Regions from separate parts of the Mus musculus genome. Here region 2 is linked to region 1. A link is a contact called in public promoter capture Hi-C data. All regions are on one chromosome and are shown on one strand. Each heading gives the region's core, a stretch centred on a gene start, on an enhancer-like site or on the middle of the called end of the contact. The rest is flanking DNA. Distances are from core to core; before and after follow the strand shown.

The links. Promoter capture Hi-C pulls out the DNA fragments that hold promoters and counts their contacts.
Region 2: a contact with region 1 is called in a promoter capture Hi-C map of liver, with 3 times the contacts expected there. The contact joins the promoter of Lbp here to the promoter of Scand1 in region 1. A contact is called at or near these places in 2 of 39 promoter capture datasets (both in liver).

Annotation. Positions count from the first base shown.
Region 1 is chr2:156,307,557-156,314,088 of GRCm38.p6, reverse strand. It overlaps Scand1 (SCAN domain-containing 1), which reads left to right and starts at 1,385. Exons shown (of 2, transcript NM_020255.3): 1 at 1,385-1,587; 2 at 1,687-2,243. The coding sequence starts at 1,741. The coding sequence ends at 2,169. It overlaps Cnbd2 (cyclic nucleotide binding domain containing 2), which reads right to left and starts at 1,616. Exons shown (of 13, transcript NM_027585.2): 1 at 1,290-1,616. The coding sequence starts at 1,556. Phf20 (PHD finger protein 20) reads right to left here. Exons shown (of 18, transcript NM_172674.2): 18 at 4,136-6,532.
Region 2 is chr2:158,303,136-158,310,090 of GRCm38.p6, reverse strand. Lbp (lipopolysaccharide binding protein) reads right to left here and starts at 3,598. Exons shown (of 15, transcript NM_008489.2): 1 at 3,298-3,598; 2 at 1,296-1,410; 3 at 362-490. The coding sequence starts at 3,421.

The DNA of each region.
Region 1 (6,532 bases), core at 136-2,635:
GCCAAGAGAAGCTGAATGAACCCGGTCATTCTGGAAGACTTAGTTGTCCGGAGGAGGATAGAAGCCTAGAACTTCGTGGGCTGCCCAGAGCTGTGGACTCACAATGCTTGGGTACCACGCTCATCTCATCCCATCATCCCAAGCATCCTTACCAACCGCTCCATCTCCCTAGCTCTGAAAGCTCTGTCTTTTCCAGAGCTTGATTTACTCCACCTGACAACTGTGAGGCAGGCACTATTTATTGCTGGGGGTGTTAAAGCAAAGAAAAGATGTTTCCTGACACCTGATTCCGACACTCTAGACAGCAGCTAGTCAACAAAGATATACTATAAACTGTATGTGTAATTTAAAAATTTCAAAGTAGTTGTATTTTAAAAGTAAAAAGACACAGGTAAAATTTAATAATATAGTTTATTTGACCCCCATATATACAAAATTACATAACATACTCAAATATGTAATAAATACAAAATATTTTTCTTTTCCTACAGACACATGCGTAATTCTACATTTTAATACATCTCAATTTCGGGGTATTTACCTTTCAAAGATTCAGTAAATACAAGAAGCTAATGGCCACCATCTGGGACATCGTTAATTACAGTTTACTTATTAAACTTTTTTCAAAGATGTATTTACTTATTTTATGTATTCACCGCTGTTCTTTTCAGACACACCAGAAGAGGGCATCAGAGCCCATTGTAGATGTAAGCCACCATGTGGTTGCTGGGAATTGAACTCAGGACCTCTGGAAGAGGAGTCAGTGCTCTTAACTACTGAGCCATCTCTCCAGCCCCCCACTTATTAATCTTAAAGTTAAAGTAGTACCCACTGAATCTCTTTCTCTTGGTTTTCGAGGACAAGCAAAAACAATGACAAAGAAGCCCTGAGCACTTGTTTGGGGGCAGGAAAGTCTGAAGACTCTTGCCCAAATACTTTGTCCTTCTCAAAATAAAGTGAAATCAATTGCACCTATGCAGGCGACAGTATATGTGTGTGTGTGTGTGTGTGTGTGTGTGTGTGTGTGTGTGTGTGTGTGTGTGTTTAATGAGATTCTCAGCTCAATTTATAGCTCAGGAGGTGTCCTTTAGCTCTAGGATTACGGGCTTGAGAGATCTTTTTAAAAGTAATTGGAGCCCCTGTCCCGCTGTCCCACCCAGGGCATCCGCCCAAGCTCCGACAATCCCCTAGCCAACCATCACCCTCCTTTACCCAGGACTGTCAGCGCTACCCCCAGATCCTGCCTGGTCAAGTAGGGACCAGCATCTACCCTAGGAGGCGCAGGTCACCTGCACGCCAGGGCGGTCCTTCGGTTGGGGTGTCTCCGCCTTTATCTCCTTAATCGAGGCCGGACTCTCCTTGTCTTCCTCTGATCTGGAATCCGATCCCGACTCAGATTTCGACTCTGTCGTGTCCGACTTGTCCGCCGGCTCCAATGGGGACCTTGCAGTGCCGCCATCCTTAGTGTCAGTAGAGCTGATGTCTACGGACTTCCCCAGATCAAACTTCACGTGACTGGTAGAGGAGGCGGCTTCCGGATTCGCGGATCGGTTCATTTCCGGCCACCGAGGAGCTTCGCGGGTCGAGGTAAGCTGGGCTTGCCCGCAGCCTGTCCTGAGTCCGCGTCCCGCTGGGGTGCCCGGGCCCTGCCCTTCAGCGGCCCTCTGTTACCTCCTTCCGGTGCAGACGCAGGCGAGGCGCCGGACTGCGAAACAAAGGGGGACGCCAACAGCCGTAGTCATGGCGGCGCCGCAGCCCAGCCAGGACCCCCAAAGCCCCGCGGCGCCTCCCGAGCAGCAGGAAGGAGCCGGCGACTGTGCGGCCCCGTCGCCCGATTCCGGGAGCTCCCCGGCCCCGGAGCTCCCCGGCGCGCCCGCAGCTTTGAACACGGCGCCCTACGCTGACGCCGCCCTGCGGCCCGGAGCCTCTCGGCCCGGCCCCGAGACCTTTCGCCAGCGCTTCCGGCAGTTTCGCTACCAGGACGCGGCCGGGCCCCGGGAAGCCTTCCGGCAGCTGCGGGAGCTGTCCCGCCAGTGGCTGCGGCCGGACATCCGCACCAAGGAGCAGATCGTGGAGATGCTGGTGCAGGAGCAGCTGCAGGCCATTCTACCGGAGGCGGCCCGGGCTCGGCGGCTGCGGCGCCGCGCGGACGTGCGCATCACCGGCTGAGCGGCGGAGCCTGGGGCTCCCTGGACTGACACCCTACCCCTGAGTTAATAAAAGTTGAATTTTGACAGCTCCCATGTCTGCTGTGTCTTGCGTTCGTTCTTTATTTATTGGGTTTATTTTACGAACTTGTTGCCCACCTTTCCAGCTGATAGCTAGAGGATTCTGGGAACCTGTAAGATTAAGGCTTTTGATTAGCTATTCCTGGACCACTGCATTTGCGCGAAGCTGTGCCCTTAGGCAGGAAATCTACCTAGATCTAGACCACATTCAGTTTTTCTAAACCTGCATGAGTTTTGTTTTGCAAAAGGCCATGTTAATGAGGTTTCAGTTTTCTAGCCTTCTATTCTCCCCTCTGCCTCACACTATCTAGTATCCGAGCTTCAGCAGATGGCAGTACACAGCGGTTTCGAAGCTGAGCAGTAAAATAACTGGCCCTATTAAATGCTTTATTTAGTTGGTTGTTGTGACTCATACTTTAAACCTCAGCACTCAGGAAGCAGAGGCAGGAGGGTCTCTGAGGCCAGCCTGGTTTTTACATAGTGTGTTCCAGCCAGGGCTATGTAGACCCTCTCAAAAACAAACTCAAGCAACAGAACTGATATTGCCAAGGAAAGCGAACTCTCGTTTCACTTTATGCTTAAAGATCAGTAACTGGAATCAGTACAACTGGACAACAGTGTTTTCCCAGTAATCTTGTTGGAAATAGCCTCTTCTTCCAACGGTTACCTGGTAAGTTTTTTTTTTGAAAACAGCTTTTCTCAGTTTTTCTTTTGAGAAGTTGATGTGTACTTTACATAATTTCCACTTAACTTCTCCATCTCATATGACCTCTACTTTCACATTTGTTAGACACACACACAGAGTATCCAGTGTCCTGTGACAGGGACTGAGAAGGCTCGGCATGTTTCCTTGCCTTAACCTATATGGGTCAGGGCCTCCTGTCTTTCTATATACACGTGTTGGTCATTTGAGAAATGTTTTGCATAAAACTATTTAGCGTTCATGACCTTAAAAACAAACCAATGGCCATGACGGAAATGTGTATCATGAAAAGACGCCTCGGACTTCGGACTCCTTGACACCGATGCCCATTCCTCTCCTTTATCAGCCTCTCATGAACTTCCTCTGTGAGAGAACTCCCTGGAGTGAGGCACACTTGTGAGCAAGACTTCCCTCTCTGCCCCATTTTTTAAACCAATGAGTAAACTCCTCAATCTCCAATGTTCCACCTGCTCAATGGTTTCCCCCGGGATGAGCCTGGAATGCATGAGTAATACGAACTTACTGTGAGGCTCCTGTTTGAATTTTGCAATGAAATGAAGACAACCAGTTTTGAGGATTCTGCCCAGGCATGGGTGTTAGTTGAGGGGTAGTTCAGGTCTATAGGAAGCCTGGGTTTGTTGAACGCAGTAGGTAAGTCTCAGTCTAGGGAAACAGCCTGTCCTGCCTTGCACTGTGTCCAGCAACCAAAAATGCAGTAAACCTGCAGCTTCCACTGCAATGTGTGAGCCACACTTGAACTCAGGACCTTCAGAAGAGCAGTCAGTGCTCTTAACCGCTGAGCCATCTCTCCAGCCCCCGGCACTTTATTTTTTAAGACAGGGTTTCTCTATGTAGCCCTGGCTGTCTCCGAACTCGCTCTGTAGACCAGGCTGGCCTCAAGCTCACCATAATGCATAAAACATTTAATCCTTGCTGGGTTATGGTGGTATACTCGGAGACCAAGACAGGATCATTTTAAGTTTGAAGCCCAACTTTGGGTTGCATAAGCTCAAGGCCAGCCTGGACTACATTGCAAGACTTTGTTTAAAGAACAACCAGGTGTGGTGGTACAGGACTTTAAAACCAGCACTTGGAACAGAGACGGGATTTCTGGGAGTTCTAGGCCAGTCAGGGCTATATAGTGAGACTAAACTAAACCAACAAAGCCCACAACCTTTTATACTTCAGTAATGTGACTGACACATAGCAACAAGAACCTGTTTTTATTTTTCCAGATACAGAAGTTTGCATGTTTTGCAAATATTGCTTGAAAGCAACACTCATATGTACAGTGCCTTCTGTCTAATAGCGTGTAAACACAGATACGTATCCACAGTGCAATGTTGGCTCAGCCAGGATCCACCTTGCATACATACTAAAGAATGACTGATCAAACCAGAACTGTTTTGTCAAGGTGACTTTCTATAGGTGGATAGGTTTTTTTAACAGACAGAACATAGGTAGTGCACATCTTTCTAAATGATAACATTGTTTGCAACAGATTCCAGTGCTCCAACTTAGGGGTGAATTCACTTTGACCCAGGAACTGGGAGTGGAGCCCCTCAACATGGCTTTAAGTTAGGGAAGAACTGAGGTTATCAGAATATGGGGTTTCTGCTTTGTTTCCCTAAAAACAAGTAATAATGAAACCAGATTATGTCCTTTACAAAACCTAAATGATAAACCCAGTAAGGACCACACGGCAAGATTAGCATCATTCAGTTTCTGCTTCCTTCTTTGAACCACACAAAACTGACTGCCTTCAAGGTTACAGCTTCCCCAGATGTGATACTTAAGAGTAGTTACATAAAAAGAAAAACCTCAATTTAAAATCCTTTATTACATTTGTGTGTATGTGTGTCACAGAACAACTTGAAGGTGTCAATTCTCTCTATTCGGTCCTGGGTCTTGAACTCAGGTCAGCAGGCTTGGTGGCAAGCACCTCTCCCAACTAAGCCACTTTGATGGCCCCAAATTAGTATCTAACAATCATCATACCTCACACAGTTGTAGCTTTAAGTATCTTGTTTCTTTCCCTTTCAGACAATCATCATACAAGTCTCAAAATGTAGCTCTATGATAAATTATCCAGAACCGTGATGGCATGTGTACTCTTGGAGCACTTCTTCCCACAAGAAGACATCAATGTGAGCAGTGGGAAGCAGCCTCTTGTAAGGGACTGTGTTGGCTTAATTACACATCACACATTCCCTAAGCTATGCCAGGTCACCTCATGCTTGCTCCACAGCACATTTTGTATCAGATGGTGAACAGATCTTTAGATAAGGGCATTCATTCCCTGAAGCTTCTCTGTACACAAGCCTGAATTTATGGCCATGATGGCCTGTTAGGCCTGAAACTTAACCATTCCTAAGGCAGCGAGAGGTGCTGCTGTTGGTAGCTACCGACATTGGCTCCTTAATGTTTACATAGTAAATATTTGCAGCCTAGAACATTACAGATTACAAAACTGATAATGAATCTGTGGATGTTGATGAATAAATCAAACAAAGTTTACCGTTAGTGATACAAAAACTGGTGAAAATGAAGTCCTCACAGCACGGAACCTTTTACATTTCACCTAATAAGATAAAACCAAGCAAACAACATAGCAATGACACATGGAACCAGAACCTGCGAAACAAGAAACAACACAAACATCTCTGTGAAGGTACAAAGAGGTTGTACCTGGACCATAAGCAGCATAATTACCTTCATCTCATAAAGTAACACAGACGGGGAATTGAAAGAGTGGAGTGGCTGGAGTGGCGACTGCTACCCCAGCCTCCAGGGAGGAGGGAAACAAGCAACAGAGTTGCAAGTTTGCGGATGAGACATAAAGTAAGGTAATTCCCACCTTCTTTGTAACAAATCTTTACAGTAAAAGAGTTCGAAAATTTTGGGAAACTTTTTTTCATAACTTTAAATAGAACTGGGAAGCAGTTGAAATTAGTAAGTGGGTAGAAAATGCTGTCCTTTGGGTTCCAGCCCCTGACTGCTTCCTCCTGGAATTCCTTGTAGATTCTCATTACATCAAGATTCTAGCTCCTCCTTTAGCAGTTTCACTTGGCTGCTGAAGCCCTGTACAGCCCAGCTGACTCTGGAGTGAAAACATAAAACCTTGTCCCTGGTACCGTGAAGCCATGCAAGAGACGAGGTGAGAAAATGGAAGTCTTGAGGAAGCAGAGCAGTAAGGACCCAGCCTTCAAAAAACTGCACGGCACAGTGAAGTCCCAGCATTCCAGTGAGGCTAAGGGATGAAAGCGGTGGGTGCCTGCTGCCCACACGACACACCAGGCAGAGAAACCGGAGGGGTTGGCACATGCCTCTACCTGACTCAAAAGTCAATTAAATAAACTGCAAATCGAATTTACAACTGTTTCCTACTAGGTTTTTATTTTTTTTGGCTCTCATTTTGTTTATCATCAGTGGCACGATTCCAATTGAAGATGTGCAAAGACTTGCTTCGTTCAACGATGTGCACAGAATGGGATTCTAAGACTATGTGCTGCCTTTGCAGTTGGCTTCCAGATCAAGAGAGCCCTGTCCTCCAGCAGCCAAAATGGTCTCTTTGTCCCCATGTCCATCACACTCCTGGCCA
Region 2 (6,955 bases), core at 2,349-4,848, 2.0 Mb before region 1:
CCATGAGCTCTGACTGTCCCTAAGCTTACAGCTCCTGGTCAGGGCCTCTCTCTGAGGGAGAGCACAGACAGCCACTTCCCAAGGACAGCTCTACCTCATGGGAGTCCCAGCCTTAGGATCTAGATCTGTGTGCAAACAGGCCAACGTGGTCTCACTAAGTTTACTCAGAGCCCTCAGGGAAGCAGGACTGTCCCCTTAGAAGATGTGGAATCTAGAGAGAAAGAAACTCGGGACTCGGACTCCGGCCCCCACTGGGGCCTGGGTTACACCTGTCTGTCCATCATGTGGTCTTTCTGATGACCCAGGAAGAAGGAACAAAGGCCAAAGTCATGGGCCCAAGGGTAGATGGAACTTAACTTACAGGAAGGATTTGCGCACCTTCCATTTGCCTCGGACACCGATGGAAGAGTCAGAGATGGCGAGACTCAGGCCCTGGCCTGGGAGCAGCTTCAGAGAGGAGCCACGCAGCTCACAGTTCTGAATCTCCAGGCTGTAGGGAGAGAGGAGGGAGGCATCAGGCTGGTGCCCGGACACAGCTTCCCTGGAACCACGCTTCCTGTCACTGCCTTGTCTGGCACAGCACCAGGCTCCCTGACTTTCAGAGTTCTTTCTAACCCTGGCAGGCCTCAGACAACCCTCCTCACATCGCTGGGACCCTGCAGCAGGCTGGCACTGGGCTCACCCCCTTTTCACAATAGGGGACTACACTCTGAGAAATGGGCTCAGTGGCTTGCAGGATTGGGCCCTGTGATCCTCAGTGGCCTGTGACAGTATCCTGGCGAGGGCCCATAGGCATACTGTGTCAGATGGCAACTCAGTGCTTCTCTTGCCTAGGAAGGGGGCCAGATTTAAGAAAGCCTGTGATAGCCCTCAGAGGAGACTGGGAGGACCCAGGGCTGCCCATAGGAAACCACCAGGTCCCAACCTTGAAAACTCAGCTTAGGTGCTCCCTCCTCTGGGAAGCCTTCCCTGATTGCACCATCCACAAAAGGCAGTGTTAGTGTTCAGGACACTTCATTTTAAGTTCTAAGCCTATCTTCCCTTCCAGGTCACTCAAAGTAGCCAGGTCCTGAATTAACACCCTGAGGGAGAGGGCAGCATCAATCAGTTCCATTATACAGATGAGGAAACTGAGACTCAGGCCACACACTCAGGAGGCATTCACACTGCTGTGTGTTGAATGCAGGGATCCAGCTCCCCCTGAGAAAGCCCATCTGAAGCCCCCCCCCCCCCCCACTGCCTGACCCAAGAGGTTTCCAGGTCCCACTCCTGGGCTTTGTCCCCTCTCCAGTCACCTATGAAACTCGTACTGCCCACGACCCACGGCCTTGATCTTGAAGTCCCCGCTGAAGTCCGGTAGTGTGATCTTGTACAGCTCTCTCTGCAGAGCCACCAGCCCCTCCTTGGCCGCTGCAGACAAGGAAAAACTGAGGTCAGTCTGGCCACCATGCCTCTTGCCCTGTGCTCCAAATTCTTCAGTTGCTCCCATCATCCCTGGCTAGAGAAGCTTTCTGCCGGCAGTCACAGCACAGGCTGCGGAGCCCACTCACACCAGGCAGCACAGAAGGCAGGAGGTACACATCGCCTCCTGCAGGGTTGTCAGGGGGTGGGCTCATTTTACAGGCGAGAACAGAGAGGCCTTTACCAACTACATGCCAAGAAAAGGCGTGCTGAGTGCCTGGGTGTGGCCCTCTTTTTTGTCCTCCTTAGTACTAGGTCTGTGTAGACATCACTGGAGAATTTCAGGGCTAGAATCCTGCCTGTGGCAGTTTTCTAACCAAGTGGCTTTGAACAAGTTCCCAGGCATCACTTTCTCATGGGCGTTATGGAGCCCAGAGCCTGGCCTGTCGAGCAGAAAAGGCGCTCGCAGCTCGTGGCTGGCATACAGTAGATGTTCAGTTAATGCCCAGAACAACAAAGGAGGGTTAATGTTACTAAAAGTGTGGAAAGAACCACACAACCAGCACTGGGTGCCCACACTTGGCACATGTGCCCAGGGAATGGGGCAGAAGACAAATGTCCCTGACTTGGGGTTCCCAAACAAATGCTATTTGTGGCCCCGCTCTGTGTCCTGATAGGAGTCTGCACCCAGCCAGGCAGTGCACACAGGTCACTAGTGACATCCATTTTCACCCTTTTCAATGAGACCTCCTCTTTAGGGTGTATATGGCAGGATCCCTCTGATGGAACGACACCCTTTGTCCCTGGCTAGTTCTTATTGCTGGTTCTACTTTGCCTCCCCCTGGAAGCCCTCCCTGATTTTCCCTTCTGTCCATAGCCTGTTTTAGATCCCACTATCCCTACTCAACTGAAGCAGTGTTATGACCTCCATTAGATTAGGCAATGGAGGCTCTACCGAAGTGATAGGTCTGGGCTGTACAAACATCCCAGCTCCCTCACCCCTTGGACACGATAATTCTGTGTCACTCTCAGTAGCTTGTTAAATACCTTTTCTTAGTTTGTCAAGTTGGATCAAGCCTGGTGTTGCAGAAATGGAACCCAGGCTACTTTAGGAGGCTGAGGCAGGAGAATCACAAGTTCAAGACCTGCCTTACCTATAGTGTGAGTTCAAAGCTAGCCTGGGTAAGTTAGGGAGTTGCTGTCCAAAATTCAAAAACAAAAAAGAGAAGGTGCAGCTGCGGCCATAGCTCTGTGATGAAGTACCTGCCTAGCATGTGCAATTCCCAGGACAGCAATACATGAACATTTAAAAAGGAAGGGAGGAAGGAAGGAAGGAAGGAAGGAAGGAGGGAGGGAGGGAAGTTGGGAGTGACATGCATAAAGGTACCTAAGGAGTGCTCACCTTGAAGCAATCACTGATCAATAAGTTTTAATGTTTGGTAAGTCACATGACTGCCACTCAGATGCCAAGGGGGCACATCCCATCCCCGTCCGTAGCCTTGCTTGGCCCTCCCAGTCTCTAACTGCCTTCACTTAGGATTTGTGGTTTTAGGTGATGGTTTCAAATTCCACCAAGACTCTTCCAAAGAACTGGTTCCAGCTGCTGTGTGGGGCTGTTTACCTCGGCTGTCTGCCTTCTCTTCCCAGCCTATCTGCCCACTGCTACCTGCTTATCTCTCTTACCTCCTGCTTCAGCTGCTGGACCCCAAACCTTCCCCCCAGCCCTCAAAATACAAGCTATGGGCTGAGGTCACATATCTGGAGAGTGACCAGCCAGATGGCAGCTATTGCCACATACCCGTATAGCAGACTCCCTACCAGAGGGACAATGCCCTTCACATCCAGGCTGTGCCTGGTGTCCCGCCTCCTTGGCCAGCCTATATTATGGCTTCTTACCGTAGGCCAGGCCCTTGTCGGTGATCCTGGCCACCACACCGGGGTTGACACCGCCAGTTCCCTGTATGGACAGGAACAGCAGCCCCAGCAATGTAGAGAGCAGAGGTCCAGTCCCAGCCTTCATCCTGGATGCTCCGTGGGGGAGTGAGGACTGTGACAGAGTGGGCTGGCTCTGGTGTTCTTAACTAGTCAAGGCCCAGGGCTAGGGGGCGGTTCTTGAGGGAGGGCGGGCTCCTGGGAGCAGGAAAGAGAGGCCCAGGGAAAGAGAGGCCCACTGACTGGAACCCTCTTGCGACACCACAGGGGTGGGAGGTGGGGGGTGGGGGAGGGTCATTGTTGTGATCACTGCACAGGTTAGGAGGGCAGGCCTGGTGCCAAGGGGATAAGCCACTCCCATTCTCCCCTGCATGGAGAAGGGGGAAACCCCACACTCTCTGGAGGTTCTGCATTGCCTCTGCCAACCTTCTTGACTCTCTGCTAGGAAGGCCTGGTGTCACAGACAGGAATTTGAGGTTCACTCAGGGTCACAGCCCAGCCCATGAAAGCAGGAAGGAAAAGTAGGATTGTCTTCCCCTGCTCTCCGTTCTTTTAACTGTTTGTTTAAATAGGGACTTCTCCTCCCAACCTTGCAATGGGATAGCTGTCTGAACAGCAGCTTGGCATATCTTTCCAGCACCACGCCAAACCAAACACCACCCGAAAGCTCTCAGAACATCCTGATGCCCCATGACCCTAGCTGGAACTTGCTGTACATAACAGTCCGAGTTCTAATGTGTCAGCTGCCTTGCGCTGCATGACCCGGGCAGAGGAGTGAGCACCGGCTAAGGCGGCAGGGGAGAGGGACGGTGCCTGTCTTCTGAGAGTTGGGCTTGGCCGTGTCACCCTTCCAATTCTGCTTTCTCTTTTACCTTTTGTGAGGATCACGTGTGCCCCGTTTCCCTGCATTCTAGAAAATTCTTCTGTTTCTCTTTTCTTTCTCTCTCTCTCTCTTCCTTCCTTCCTTCCTCTCTCTCTCTCTCTCTCTTTTTTTTTTTTTGAGATGGGGGAGGGGGGTCTTCCTATGTAGCCCAGGTTGGTCTTGAACTCTTGATCCTCTTCAAGCCCTTTCTACTTTCCCAGTGCCAGGATTCTAAATGCAGCTTATGATAAAGATGTTGCCCGATAAGCACTCTAAGGTTTACAGAATAGAGAGCCTCAGGGACCCTCGCACTACACCAGAGCATGCAGTGCCTGTCCTCTTTAGCCTTTCCTCCTGAGTATAAACTAACACAACTCCCCTGAACTGCCCCGAGGGTTGACACGGAAAAGCCCTAAGCATGTAAAGCTAATGCACGCAGGAGGCAGAGGCTCTGTGGAATAATACTAAGGCATGAACAAAGCACCCATGCATGTGAGGCCAAACTGAAGCGCTCCACAGCCAGAAAGTAAGAGGAAAATAAAAGTGACTCACACCCAGGGCCATGAAAACTGCGAGAAATGGGTAGCCTTCCTGCCCACAGTCTAGTCTGTTCTCTCCCTGTGAAACCTCTTTGTGTTGAACATGTTGAAGCTTTGAGGGTTAGAGCTCCCTGGACTATCCAGGTTGCCAGCCCTTGAATAAACCTGAATAAATCTCACCTGCCAGCTCTCATCTCTCAAGGACCAGCTTCCAAGAGGCAGAGGGCAGCATCTGGGTCTGGTTTGGTGACAAAACTGCAGGAATAAGTGGGACTTGCCATTCCTAATGACACTATTGAAGGGCTCTATGCCTTTGGTCAAAGTCAAAATTGTCAAGAAGTTATGGAGGGCTGTCTCTGCTTAGGAGGGAGGATTGTGGGTATTTGTGGCTCAAGATCTAACTGTGTGGTAGAATGAGTTCTCAGCACACACAGGACATGTAACTCTGTAGCTTACTGGGCACTGAGATGTGGTCCTGGAGATTTGTATGTTTGTAGTAAGTAAAGATAATAAAATTCCAAAGCAGAAAACAAGATTTACAGTAGGGATGGGCCTGTGTTTTCAGCTTTTGCCCATAATTTCCAGTAATTTCAAACTTTGTTCCACCCTTGGCTCCGGGAACCCTTCCCTGACCACTCCCGTGTTTTCCTGAGATCCCAGAGTCCCTTGCACATCTTCCCCAGCGTGACATTAACCACATTCTGCTTTGTGGTAACAGAGGTCACTTAGAAACATGCTTGCAGATTCTTCGCTCCTCTTCATCAAAAGTGAAGACTGGGGCTGGAGAGATGGCTCAGTGGTTTAAGAGCACTGGCTGCTCTTCCAGAGGACTAGGGTTCAATTCCCAGCACCCACATGGCAGCTCACAGTCATCTGTTCACACCGGTCCCAGGGGATCCAGTGCCCTCTGCTGGCATCCTCAGATACCACACACAGATGGTGCACAAGACATAATAGATACAGGAAAAATAATTATACATATTAAAACATTTTCAAAAAATTAAAGATGGAGCCTGTTCACTTCCCATGAACTTGGGGTGCCTCAGTAACTTCATCAGACTGAATGGGAAGGGAATAATGATGTGACACGCAGGAAAGACTGGAGGCAGTGGGGTACTGTGTGCATGTGCAGCACAGGTCACCCCACAGGACTGCCTGCTCCATGTACCATGTTGTCCTTGTCACGGGGACAGAGGGTTGTGGAGGCCTTTGTCCCTGGGTCCTCAAGCCTGGTTATTTCCAGGTATGTCTTTTACTGTGTGGCCACAGCTAAGCATTGGTGGGGATTAGAAGGAAGCCGAGTCGGTTGAGGTCATCATATGCCAGACCCTCGTTGGTTAAGCCCATGCTCCTTCCTGTACCTGCTCAGCCCTCTAGGGTGTGTACTTTAATCTCTGATGGGTAACTGATGTAGCACACAGCCACCAGCAAGTCCTATGGGGTTCCATCCCGTACACTGGTCAAGGAAAGCCTGTTTGAGGAGGCACTAGGATAAGAAGACAGGGACAGAGGCTTGGAAGAAGAGCAGAGCTCTCTCTCTCTCTCTCTCTCTCTCTCACACACACACACACACACACACACACACACATACACACACATACATACACACACACGTATGTACGTACGTCTGTCCAGGGTCCCCAGGGAGCCTCTGCTTCCCCTAAACCTGGCCAGAGTTCCTGCTATGTTCAGCTCCTTCTTCATTTCCTTGGGCTGCCTCTTCTCTTCAGGCCTCAGTTCCCTGTGTGAATTGCTGGCATTGAATGGGAGACTCTTCTGGGCTTTGAAGCTTTGAGGGCAGAGAGAGATGGTTTGGAAACTGGAGACTTGGTGGGCGCCTTAGTCAGGGTTTCTATTCCTGCACAAAGCATCATGACCAAGAAGCAAGTTGGGGAGGAAAGGGTTTATTCAGCTTACACTTTCCACATTGCTTTTCATCACCAAAGGAAGTCAAGACTGGAACTCAAGCAGGTCAGGAAGCAGGAGCTGATGCAGAGGCCATGGAGGGATGTTCCTTACTGGCTTGCTTCCCCTGGCTTGCTCAGCTTGTTTTCTTATAGAACCCAGGACTACCAGCCCAGGGATGGTACCACCCACAATGGGCCCTCCTCCCTTGATCAACAACTGAGAAAATGCCTTACAGCTGGATCTCATGGAGGCACTTCCCCAACTGAAGCTCCTTTCTCTGTGCTAACTCCAGCCTGTGTCAAGTTGACACACA